3 separate regions of the Mus musculus genome follow, and regions 2 and 3 are each linked to region 1. The links are chromatin contacts, called in public HiCAR-type and HiChIP or PLAC-seq maps. All regions are on one chromosome and are shown on one strand. Each heading gives the region's core, a stretch centred on a gene start, on an enhancer-like site or on the middle of the called end of the contact. The rest is flanking DNA. Distances are from core to core; before and after follow the strand shown.

The links. HiCAR-type assays count read pairs that join an accessible place to other places. HiChIP or PLAC-seq counts read pairs in DNA pulled down with a chosen protein or histone mark.
Region 2: an H3K27ac HiChIP or PLAC-seq map of stem cell-derived neural progenitor cells shows a contact between it and region 1, with 8 times the contacts expected there. The contact joins two enhancer-like sites. A contact is called at or near these places in 1 of 484 Hi-C or Micro-C datasets (the 3T3-L1 cell line), 2 of 115 datasets of contacts at active chromatin or transcription factors (heart atrium and stem cell-derived neural progenitor cells) and 1 of 9 other capture datasets (embryonic stem cells).
Region 3: a HiCAR-type map of fibro-adipogenic progenitors shows a contact between it and region 1, with 5 times the contacts expected there. The contact joins two enhancer-like sites. A contact is called at or near these places in 4 of 484 Hi-C or Micro-C datasets (embryonic fibroblasts, epidermal suprabasal cells, muscle stem cells and 1 more) and 3 of 115 datasets of contacts at active chromatin or transcription factors (astrocytes, extraembryonic endoderm stem cells and fibro-adipogenic progenitors).

The regions. Positions count from the first base shown.
Region 1 is chr4:100,405,740-100,409,314 of GRCm38.p6, reverse strand. It overlaps Ror1 (receptor tyrosine kinase-like orphan receptor 1), which reads right to left. Exons shown (of 9, transcript NM_013845.5): 5 at 1,375-1,502. Among named protein-coding and RNA genes, the nearest start is that of Gm35760, 14 kb to the right of the region's middle. Within about 2 kb of position 1,979, at least 28 of the 459 cell types and tissues checked have an H3K27ac peak or open chromatin away from gene starts, as enhancers often do. A contact at or near this core is called in fibro-adipogenic progenitors, muscle stem cells and stem cell-derived neural progenitor cells, where this site is marked.
Region 2 is chr4:100,152,955-100,156,529 of GRCm38.p6, reverse strand. All of the region lies in intron 1 of Ror1 (receptor tyrosine kinase-like orphan receptor 1), which reads right to left. Gm12701 (a long non-coding RNA gene) reads right to left here. Exons shown (of 2, transcript XR_867957.2): 2 at 3,205-3,575. Among named protein-coding and RNA genes, the nearest start is that of Gm12701, 35 kb to the right of the region's middle. Within about 2 kb of position 1,654, at least 15 of the 459 cell types and tissues checked have an H3K27ac peak or open chromatin away from gene starts, as enhancers often do. A contact at or near this core is called in stem cell-derived neural progenitor cells, where this site is marked.
Region 3 is chr4:100,179,858-100,183,432 of GRCm38.p6, reverse strand. All of the region lies in intron 1 of Ror1 (receptor tyrosine kinase-like orphan receptor 1), which reads right to left. Among named protein-coding and RNA genes, the nearest start is that of Gm12701, 62 kb to the right of the region's middle. Within about 2 kb of position 1,547, at least 25 of the 459 cell types and tissues checked have an H3K27ac peak or open chromatin away from gene starts, as enhancers often do. A contact at or near this core is called in fibro-adipogenic progenitors and muscle stem cells, where this site is marked.

The DNA of each region.
Region 1 (3,575 bases), core at 730-3,229:
GCAGGGTTGAGCGGAACATAGCACTGCGTTGCCTGATGGCAAGAGTTGTTGGGTGGCTTTGTATCATTTGCTTCGTTTCATCGTGCCTTGAATACTGTCTATTCCATCTTTGGAAAATGACGCGATACACCAGAAGACCACAGTTCAGTTGTCCCAGTGTGCATCTCCATATCTTGGGGTCTGTTAGCCTAACCTCACACTGCACAGGGCATTGTCCCAGTATGTGTTGTGGGATCTCAGGGTCTGTTAGCCAAATCTTACACTGCAGGGCATCTATCCCAGAAGTGCACCAGCCCTGTAGGCCCCCCAAGAGGCTGGTTACATTGTTTCACAAACTGAGTTCCTTGGGACCATTAATCCCACAGTTTATCAAGGGCTTCTGAGAAGGGCCACAGAGGCTAACAAGTCTGGGAAACGTTGGGTCAAAAAGAATGAAATGAGTTTTCCAAAAACAAAATGGAACTATAATACTTTCCAGCAAGCTGATACCCATGGAACATGTGCAAGAGAGGGCTATTATACATTGTTTACCAAATATTTATATCAGAATGCCATTTATTTAATGTGTATCCTTATTTTAAAGTGTGTCCAAACGCTCTTATACTGGGTAGAAACCCTGGGCTCAGTGGCCCCTCTCTGTCCAGCCTGTGTCTACTCTTGTTTTCAACCTCCACCCCCGCAGCCCCCCACCCCTGAGGGCTTCAGCAAAAGCCACTCCACTTCCTGTCCATGTTTTGGTTCAACAGTTCCCCTCAGCTGCTTCTCAGTTCTGTCAAGTTGCTCAGAGAACAGAGTTTCTGGCCCTTTCTCTCTCCCATATTTCTGTCCTGGATTGGTCCATATGTCTCCTAAAATCTTCAAGTCAAAGTGGTGCATGATGGCCTGCCCCTCCCCCCAGTCTTGTTAGGAAGTGTTTCACTTTGGGGCTCATGGAGAACAGCAAGTCTCTTGATGTTGTCTCTGTAACAACAGCTCTGGGATCAATGTTCTAGTCCTTGTTTGTTCTAGTCTACACCATGCTGCCTCCAAACGCAAGCTCTGTGAGGGTAGAGACACACCTGGCTCCTTCACGCCCTCATAGTCCCGAGTGTCCAGTCTGGTCCCAGGGTACCGAAAGCACTCAGGAATATTTATTGAGTGTTTGCACGAATGTGAGACTTCTCGAAGCTTCCTTTTCCTCCAAGGCTAACCTCTAATAAATTATTTTAATGTAAATTCCAGAGCACAGAGATCACATCTTATGCCTCTTTATGGTCCCACTCCCAACCCTAAGCTTAGCCTAATTCTCTGTCAGGAAAGAAGCCCAGAAAAACTCCTGGCAAGAAAAAAAAATAGTTAAGGAAGGCTAAGTATCACTTCTTTGATGTTACCTACCTGTGATCTGATTTTCTATTTCCCCCTGCATATGCAAAGACTCCATATACACAGTGCGGTTGCCAATAAATCGTGCACATGCAATGCCTCGGTACGGCTGACAGAATCCATCTTCTTCATACTCATCTCTAAAAACAAAGCACAATGATTCTTAGAACAGAACTACCCTCACACACTACTCACTCTGGCTTTGCAATGCTCTAAATGGTCACAAGGGGGCGCAGTTGGGCACCATATAATGAAGACTACATTTACAGACTTTTTTTTTTTTTTTTTATAAATTCAGTTTTCAAACATCCCTTAAAACATCTGTTGGTCACGTTGGTCAAGTTTCCTACACCCCCAGAAAATCATCCTGAAGCGCAAAAATCATCCTTAAATATGGGAAAGAACTTTTATTTTTGCAGCTGGTGGTGTGCTGGAAGATGATGTAGCCCTGTGAGGGAAGAGGAAGCAAGCTGGAAATCTGGGCACATGCGCTACAGTTTTGTTTTGTTTTGTTTTTCTAAGTGCAGATTATTTCTGCTCCATTTGCTACAAAGGCGTGCGCACATTAGCCACAAGATCCACACCAACTGACATGTCAATTAGGAGATCCACAGGGTAGGAAGCTAGTATGGCTAGGAGGGAGGATGGGAGGGTTTCCTGGCTCCTCACTGGGTACAACTTGTCCTGTCTATCTTCAAGAAGCCAGAGCAAGCCACAGACCAAAAGACTGGAGACCAGCCACTCCAAAGAACTCCGAAGCAAGCATCAACAGACACTTTACCTCTCTCTGACCGTTAAAACTTTAAAAAAAAAAAAGGCCATAAGATTTTTGCTACTTTTAAATTAAAATAATAAGTGAACAAGGGAAGTGATTTTATCTTGAAGACAGGGGACGCCAGGCAATGACAAGAAAGCTGTAGTGCCACAAGTCATAGGACAGGAGACCAGGATCCAAGACGGACATCCCACTCCTCAATGGGGATGCACAAGACACAGGGCAGAGCCAGAGGGTAGAACAACAGATGTAGGCTCCCCTGAAGACTGCCTGCTACATCTGTGAGTTCACCTTTACCCCAGTTCTTCCCCTCTGGCTGATGTCAACACCCGTCTCCACGTATCACCCATTTGCCTTTCTTGACTTCTAAGTTAGAAGACAGGGTACCAAAATATTCTTCTTGTGCTCTCTAGGCAGGCTGGCCAAGACCTGTGCATCATGGTCCTTTGCCTTTAAAACAGGCTATAACTGGCCTCTTTGCCCTATAGGTATAAGCTATATGACCCCATCAAATAATATAAAAGCTTATTATTTGTTTGTGTGTTAATTTAGCAGTGCTGGAGATGGAACTAGGGCCTCATACAAGCCAAATGAGTACTTGCCACTGAGCTATGACCCCAGACACATTGATTTTGTTTATGACTGGTCTTTATATGTTGTCCAACCTCACTTTGAAGGTGTACTAGTTCTACCACAGTCTCTCAAGTGGCTGGGAGCTACCATGACTGGCTGCTAGAGAAGTCCCTTGAGACTGCAGAGATAGCACATAGCTGTCACTAATGTATTTATGGCAAACTTAGAGGACACTCATTCAAAAGGAAGACATTTGCTAAGTGCTTAATTTTTCTTTTCTGTTTGTTTCTCTTTCCTTCCTTCTCTCTCTTCCTTCCTTCCTTCCTTCCTTCCTTCCTTCCTTCCTTCCTTCCTTCCTTCCTTCCTTCCTTCCTTCCTTCCTTCCTTTCCTTCTCTCTCTCTTCCTTCCTTTTTTTCCTTCACTCTCTCTTTCTTCCTTCTTTCTTCCTCCCCCCCCCCCCCACTCTCTCTCTTTCACTATGGCCATGAGCAGAGCTATGTAGCTAGGTTTTGCTACCTACAGGTTTCCTATTCCTATGAGACTAGCAGGCTGAGGGTAGCCGCCAAAGGAGTGAAAAGCCATGAGACAGGATTCTCATTTTCTGCAGCTTCCTACACCAAGTCCCTAGACTTGAAGATGAAGATGAACTGAACGTCTTAGGTTCATCCTGAAATAGTTTGTAGAGCAAAGCCTTGGAAACTTCAAACCCATAACAAAGGAGCGTACCGTTTGCCTGACAGGAAGACCTGTGACTCCAGAGCTGCCCAGCCCCTCACGCACCCTACGTGTTTACTGTCAGAAATCCTACAGTAATGATGGAAGCCCTTTTTTGGCTTAAATCTTACCTGGGTTGTAAAATTAACC
Region 2 (3,575 bases), core at 405-2,904, 250 kb after region 1:
TTTTAAGCCTGAAGTTTCCTTCAAAATATCTTCTCCATTAACAGGAGCATGCCCTTATAGCCCCTGTATATTTGACAAAAGGAAGCGTTCAAAGGCAGGGGGCTGCCTCTGCTCAACAGGCAGAAGTCTCTCACAGCATAGCTGGTCTGCATCTCATAGAAGCTAGCTGGGGAATACCTGGGCTCTGCTTCTGGTGTTAACAATGAAGACGCCTTTTCCTGCCCATCGGGGTCTTATTTTAATAAGGTGGCCGCACCAAGTCAGAAATCATAACCATCTGCTGAAGCCATTAAATGCAGATCCAAAGGCCCCGTGATAAAGTGACCTCTTTATTAGTCACAGAAGGCAGCCACTAGCCAGATTGCTCTGTCACTTAAGTCAGTCCCGAAGCTCTTGCTGATGCCCACTTCAGCACGTAGCCCTCAAATCTTCTCTCCTCCCTAGGATTGATCTCAGACATGAGGGACACAAAACTGGAACTCCAAAGCTGTCCTTTCCATGAGTCCTTACCAATGGTAGGGTGTGAAGACACCCTCTTTTATTTCTCCACATCCCACATGCTAGCTAGCCATGGGACTTTGAACCTGTAGTTAAAGTTGGTATGAGTGAAGGCCTCGGAGGCCTATGAGAAACTGCAAAGGGATGCAGAAACAGAACCTGGGCCGCTGTAGATTAGTGGTTTAGTTAACATGGTCCCTTGACTGCTGGAATTCACATATTAGAACTTGAATTACCAAGCTACTAAAGGATGGTAGTGCCTTTCAACTGATATAGGATTGTCTAAACCTAGCCTCATAGGGAAGACAAGTTTTTTTAACTGTACTGTCAGGTACATGAACTCTCACACATGCTACTAAGAGAGTGGAAAGAAAAGCATGGTTTCTCCCCTTCCCCTGAGAGGGGTAAAGTCCCCAAGTCCTGTCCCCACTGCAAAGTTAAAACCACTCAAAAGGCATAAGCGAAAATCCAGACCATCCACCCTAGCGCCTCACTCCATTCCTTCCCATTTCCTTCCCTCTCAGGGCTTACTGCTACCTGCTCCAGAGGAGGTAGACATCACTGGTTAAGTAGCAGTCACGCAGGGCAGTGAGGACAAAGAGGATATTAGCAGAGGGTTTGACCAGAGGCAGTAGGAAGCTAGCTTGGACAGGATAGTGGGAATTTTCCATAGTGTCCAGGAGAATCTACAGATCCACCCTAGTAACTGATGTCACCCTCCTTGGGCTGTAGGCAGGACATTAGAGAAGAGTCACTCACAAGATGCTGTGCTGCTTGAGTGTGTGTGTGTAGGCATCGATTCTTGCCTTGGTGAATGGGAGAACAAGGCTATGTATCACTGTCTCAAGTCCCTGGAAGTCTTAACATCCTAAAACCTTAAATTATGTCCTTTATCTGTTTCCATGCTTCCCTCAAGTTTCAAAGTAGAGCAGCTGATTTTAAGGTCCTTTTCAAGAGTGAAGCCCTGGATTCGACTGATGAGTCCAGGTCTGAAGTAAGGATTACCCCAGTAATCTCAGGGGCTGTTTCTTTGCCAAGTAATGGTAGGAATGCGCTTCGGTTGAGTGCCCCCGCCCCAGCTACCCTGCATCTGGCTGGGGAGCACACTGCTACTTCTATCTGCCTGCTTGCCAACACAGACATCTCAGACAAAGGCAGGCTGATGAACAGCATCTTTAATGACATTAAATCCTGGGAAGGGTTATCAAGAACAGTACACAAAGAACAGACTCGTGGCCTTGAGAGCAAGCCAGAGAGAGAAAGAGAGAAAGCTAGACACTATGCAGGTGGCTGGGAGGAAAACCCCCAACATGAATTACAGAGGGAAGGTGCACTGGCTTAGTTGAAATAAGCCTGATGCTGAGGGAGGGGAGTTGAGCACAGATGTGAGGGATTGGTCACCTCATCACCAAGAGAAAGCAAAGCCTGGGACAACTTCTCTCGGTTCATGGCCCCCTCCCACTCCATTCGCTTCCTTGCTCTTTGTTATTGCTCTCCCTCCCCCTCTCCACCCCATACCCCCCCCCACACACACACAAAGCATATGCTGGTACAGGGAGTGGGCTTTGAAACACTCTGAAGAATGGCATAGGACAGAAAGCTAATACAATACAACCTCAGAAACCAGTATTCTAGAAGGGTCTAGGAGGCTAGGGAAGCCATATGGAGTGGGATGGCAATTCTCACACAGCAGAGGGGGTTGGACATAATGACTAAGTTTAGGTCCCAGAACTTTGTGATCTTTTATAAATCACACGTCTAGACCTAATCCCTTCCCCTGCGGGATGGTGATAAACATCCCATCGTCGGTTTGTAAGGGTATAAAATAAGCACACATTTTGAGCAGACCTCAGTTTTACATGAGACAAAATGAAAACTCAGTATGAAGGTCATACTAGGCGATCAGAACACCAGTGTCAATCTAGAAAGAGGAATAAATTAAGAATGGCAGAGAGGGGTTGGAGTATCCAATGGTAGAGTGCTTGCCCGGGATGAGGGGAAAAGACCCTAGCTTCCATCCCATACTAAGTGGGGGAGAGACCAGACAACAAGGAAAACATGTGGGCTAAAGGAGAAAGAGGCACACAGCAAGGAATTCATTCGTTCGCATCATTTCTAACAAGCATTAGTACTAAGAAGAAAGCAGCAGATTGAACTACAGAACATGGAAGACAGAGTCCAGAAACCATCCCAACCCCTGTATACAGGTTGCTAGCGTTGGGTCACAGCTAAAACAGAGCTGTCTTAGTCTCAATGTGTGCAGTGCTTGAAGAAATGGGATGAGCAGCCGGGACAGGAGAGGCGGAGTCCCGAAGGTCACCTGGCCTCTGACACCAAGACTCGTTCAGAAAGTGTAGATGTTAATATGGAGTCAGTAAGTATGTGTGGACAGCCTTCTCAACTCAAAAGTTCAGGAGAAATACAAATTCCCAAAGAGCCTCTCTCTCCCTCTCCCTCCCTCCCTCCCTCCCTCTCTCCCTCCCTCCCTCCTTCTCTCTCTCTCTTTCCCTCCCTCTCTCCCTCCCTCTCCCTCTCTTTCTCTCTCCCTCCCTCTCTCTCTCCCTCCCTCCCTCTCTCTCTCTCTCTCCCTCTCTCTCTCCCTCTCTCTCCCTTCCTCCCTCCCCCTCTCCCTCTCTCTCTCTCTCTCTCTCTTCCTCCCTCCCTCCCCCCTCTCTCTCTCTCTCTCTCTCTCTCTCTCTCTCTCTCTCTCTCTCACACACACACACACACACATACATTAGACATGCTCACATAAAACGATAACCTCCAATGTGAGACACCCAGTGAGGCTGTTAAGCTGGGGCAGTGGTTTTTCTCAACCCTTGAGAACCAGGAGACTGAGGAGGAGGGATGAGGTCGCTTTTCGTGATAGAGACAAGTTAATTAAATGGAAGCTCCATTACCTCGCCCCACCAGGTAGGTAACAGGGGCTTCATTGTATTCCGAAGTTCCTACAAGAAGGCAGACGGCAATGGGTTCTTTCAGGAGAGGGAGTGATTACAGCCCCACAGAATGAGCTGCTGTCTTTCTTTCCATGGAAAGGTAACTTTGAACAGACCTTCTGAGCCACATTCTAC
Region 3 (3,575 bases), core at 298-2,797, 230 kb after region 1:
TCCATAAATTATATACACGGGCTTTAATTTCTACCTTAGCCCACTGTCTTTCTCTCATAAACTCTCTTCCTTTGACAAACCACACTAGAAGATATTGGGCATCATCCACATGATACCAGTAAAAGGTTTTGTGGAGATGAGAAGGGTATGTGTATTTGTGAGTTCCTGGTACATCTGTGTGAGAAGTGAGCTCACTTTTTCAGGTATATGTAGAGACTAGAAATTCACATGAGAGTTTCTTCCTCAGTTGCTCTGCACTTTATTTTTTTTTAGACAAGGTCTCTTATGGAGCACCGAGCTCTTCATTCTGTCAGACCTCCATGTCTCTGGGTCTCCATGGGCAGATGCTGGTGTACTGTCTATTCTAACAGAGAAGGGAGAGAGTAATATTGTAGTGTCACTGATGCCACAGTGCCTGACCAGATGGTGGCTTGAGGTTGTATCTAAGCAAGGTCAGGAATCAGGTGAACAGGAGCAAGAGATGGAATCAAATAGAGCAAAGAGCCAAAGAGCTCACTAGAGACATGCCCCAAAAGCCCTGGGTGTCCTATGATGACAGCCAGGCTCTCAATAGGGAGACAGTTGCTATCCCAGAGAAGAGCCCAGTTTCACCCTGGGCATCTGAGCACCACACTAAAGATGCCTGGTTTTGTCTTCCTATGAAACTCACCAGGTCATTGAGGAACTTACTTTGATGGCACACAGGAAGTGTCCTGGGCATCATCCATTTATTGGTTTTCTTCGAAAATGTCTTCCTAAGTTGTTTCTCCTGAACAAAGAGCTGATCAGTTTTTGGGTTTATATGTGAAGCCTAAATGTCCCCTAAAAACTGTCTTCAATAGAAATCACAAAGGAAAATACAGGGGTTGCCTATATTCTGCTGTATGCAGCGATGTGATTTCCAAGTCCTCTACCAGGCTCTGAGCTACTGATGTCTTACCCAACTGTGGAGTGTCTTCCCTCCTTTTATCGCCCCTTCTAGGGCCAGTCCTTTCAGCACACCTTCATACACAAAGGAGGAATAGGCATTACAGGTTAAAATATGCTATCCTGTTACCCTGTGCTATATTTTACACAGGTACCTTCATATCAGTGCATCACTGCATCACACAGATGAGGGAACCAAGTAAGCTATCTGCCTCATCAAGCATTATCTCAAACTATGCAGGTCTCAAGCCAAAGGACATTTTTAATCGCTATGGCTTTCCACCCAGAATTCTCCCACTGTGCACCCTGGGTAATTCTTTCAAGTCAGGGCAAAGCTACTACCTCTTTGAGATTCGATGGCTGAATGCAGACAAAACTGCCAGTTGCTTCACTTTCCCCGACATCTAAAGGGAAATCACCTGCCTCACATCTGCACTGAGAGAGAACCGGGCATCTGGGATAGAAAAGTGAACGCTAATCCCTTCCCAGCCCAGATTTTCTAAGAAGATCTTTCAAAGGTGAAAAATAAACAGACTTTTTTTTGTTGCAGGAAAGCCATTGCTCACTAAGCCGGGCCTGGCTGTTCACTTTCTGCTGGCAGCCTTTCTGACAATGACAAGCAGCCAAAATTCTTGCTGGATGAGCGTTTCAATCTTCACTCATTGAGCCTTGGGCTGTCAGCATGACCTCATATTGGTCCAACCAACCTAAGTCACAGCCTCAGCACTTCAGAAAGTGTAATGAAAGGGGTCAGGGGAGACAAGCACATGTGTGCATGTGCACACACATGCATGGACACATGTATGTACGCACAGCCCTATGGGCAGACATACTCTTTCATGGAACAGTTTCCAATTTGTTTCCCAGTAGCCCTGCAGCATCTACATATACACCAAAACTGGTTCTCACATTCACGCTATCTCTTAAATACAGGAAAAAGGGAATTGAGGAAAATTCCCAGTCTGAGTAGTGGTGGTGCATTCCTTCAGTGCCAGCACTTGGGAGGCAACAAGCAGGAGAATCTCTGAATTCAAAGCCAGCCTGGTTTATAGAGTGAGTTCTAGGCCAACCTGGACTACTTAGTGAGGCACTGTCTTGAAAAAAAAAAAAAAGAAAAAAGAAAAAGAAAAGAAAGAGAGGGAGAGACAGAAGGAGGAGGAGGAGGAGGGGGAGGGGGAGAGGAGAGGGGAAGAGAGGAGAGGAGAGGGGAGGGGAGGGGAGGAGAGGAGAGAAGAATAGAGGGGAGGGGAGGGGAGGGGAGGGGAGGGGAGGGGAGGGGAGGGGAGGGGAGGGGAGGGGAGGGGAGGGGAGGGGAGGGGAGGGGAGGGGAGGGGAGGGGAGGGGAGGGGAGGGGAGGGGAGGGGAGAGGAGAGGAGAGGAGAGGAGAGGAGAGGAGAGGAGAGGAGAGAAGAGAAGAGAAGAGAAGAGAAGAGAAGAGAAGAGAAGAGAAGAGAAGAGAAGAGAAGAGAAGAGAAGAGAAGAGAAGAGAAGAGAAAATTCCTCTTCTATGTGATCTTTTTCTCTGTAGGTAGCCAGCTGGAGATAGTGAGAGAGAAGAGGGAGCAGAAATGTTAGAAATCAGAGTTGATGAATTGCAAACGTGTGTAAGTAATACACAGGGTAGGAAGGAATGAAAAATGAAATTTTTCTGTGAAAATAATGCACATGTCCCAGGAAAATCAGCCACACATTTTTTATGAATCAACGGACTAGTGTTCTCTTTCTGTGGGTGCCAAGTGGCATTCCTCAGTAACAGTTGTATGTCTCAAGAGGTGTAAGCCACTTCACTCCTTCTTATTAGAAACATTCAAAACAAGGCAAGGGGTTTGAAACCCATAAAATTTATGGAATTCTAGGCACACCAAAGACAGAATGGGGTAGGAACTCCTCTGTCTAACTGGTTTTAATTTATATTCACTTTAGCAGTTTAACCTACCTTTAAAATCCAACCAGGATTTGAAAACATTAATAACTACAAACCATTTTTTAAAAAATAGTCTAAAGTCTCTTACTCAAAGCTTTATGGACACAAGAAAAATGAACCCCAGGGTCCCAGGAATATTGGCTGTAACCTTTGCCACTCACCTGATTACATACTAAATTCACAAGCCATTTGAAACACTAGTGGACACCAGCCTAAATATTCCCTTGGAATTCTCAACAGCAATTACTAATGAGAGAAGGGATCATGCAGGCTAATTTGTCCTAAAGCTCAAGTAAACTGGGCTGTGTAAAGACTACATCTTTCCAAACTCGGCAAAACACCACGACTTACTTGCAAGTGCAGTGTGAAGTAACATGGGAAAACATCACTCTTCTACTAAACACTAACACCCAAAGGGAAGGCCCGATTTAAATATTTACTCTCCCAGTTTAGCAGTGAATATCCACATGGCATATCCAAGTAGAGTTTAAAAAGAAATAAAGATGCAAGAACAACCATGGGTAACATCCGTTCCAGATGCAAGAAACATAAGCCACATCTACTGTCCTCGAGAATCTCACCTAGTGAGGGACCAACACTGTCATGATGTTTGTTTTTACACACGTTCTGTAGGTGAGGTGACAGATGCTTGGAGGTGGGTGAGAACCACACAGGAACAGACACTGTTAGAGTAAGGATTTAAATTGAATCCTATTGTGCTTCA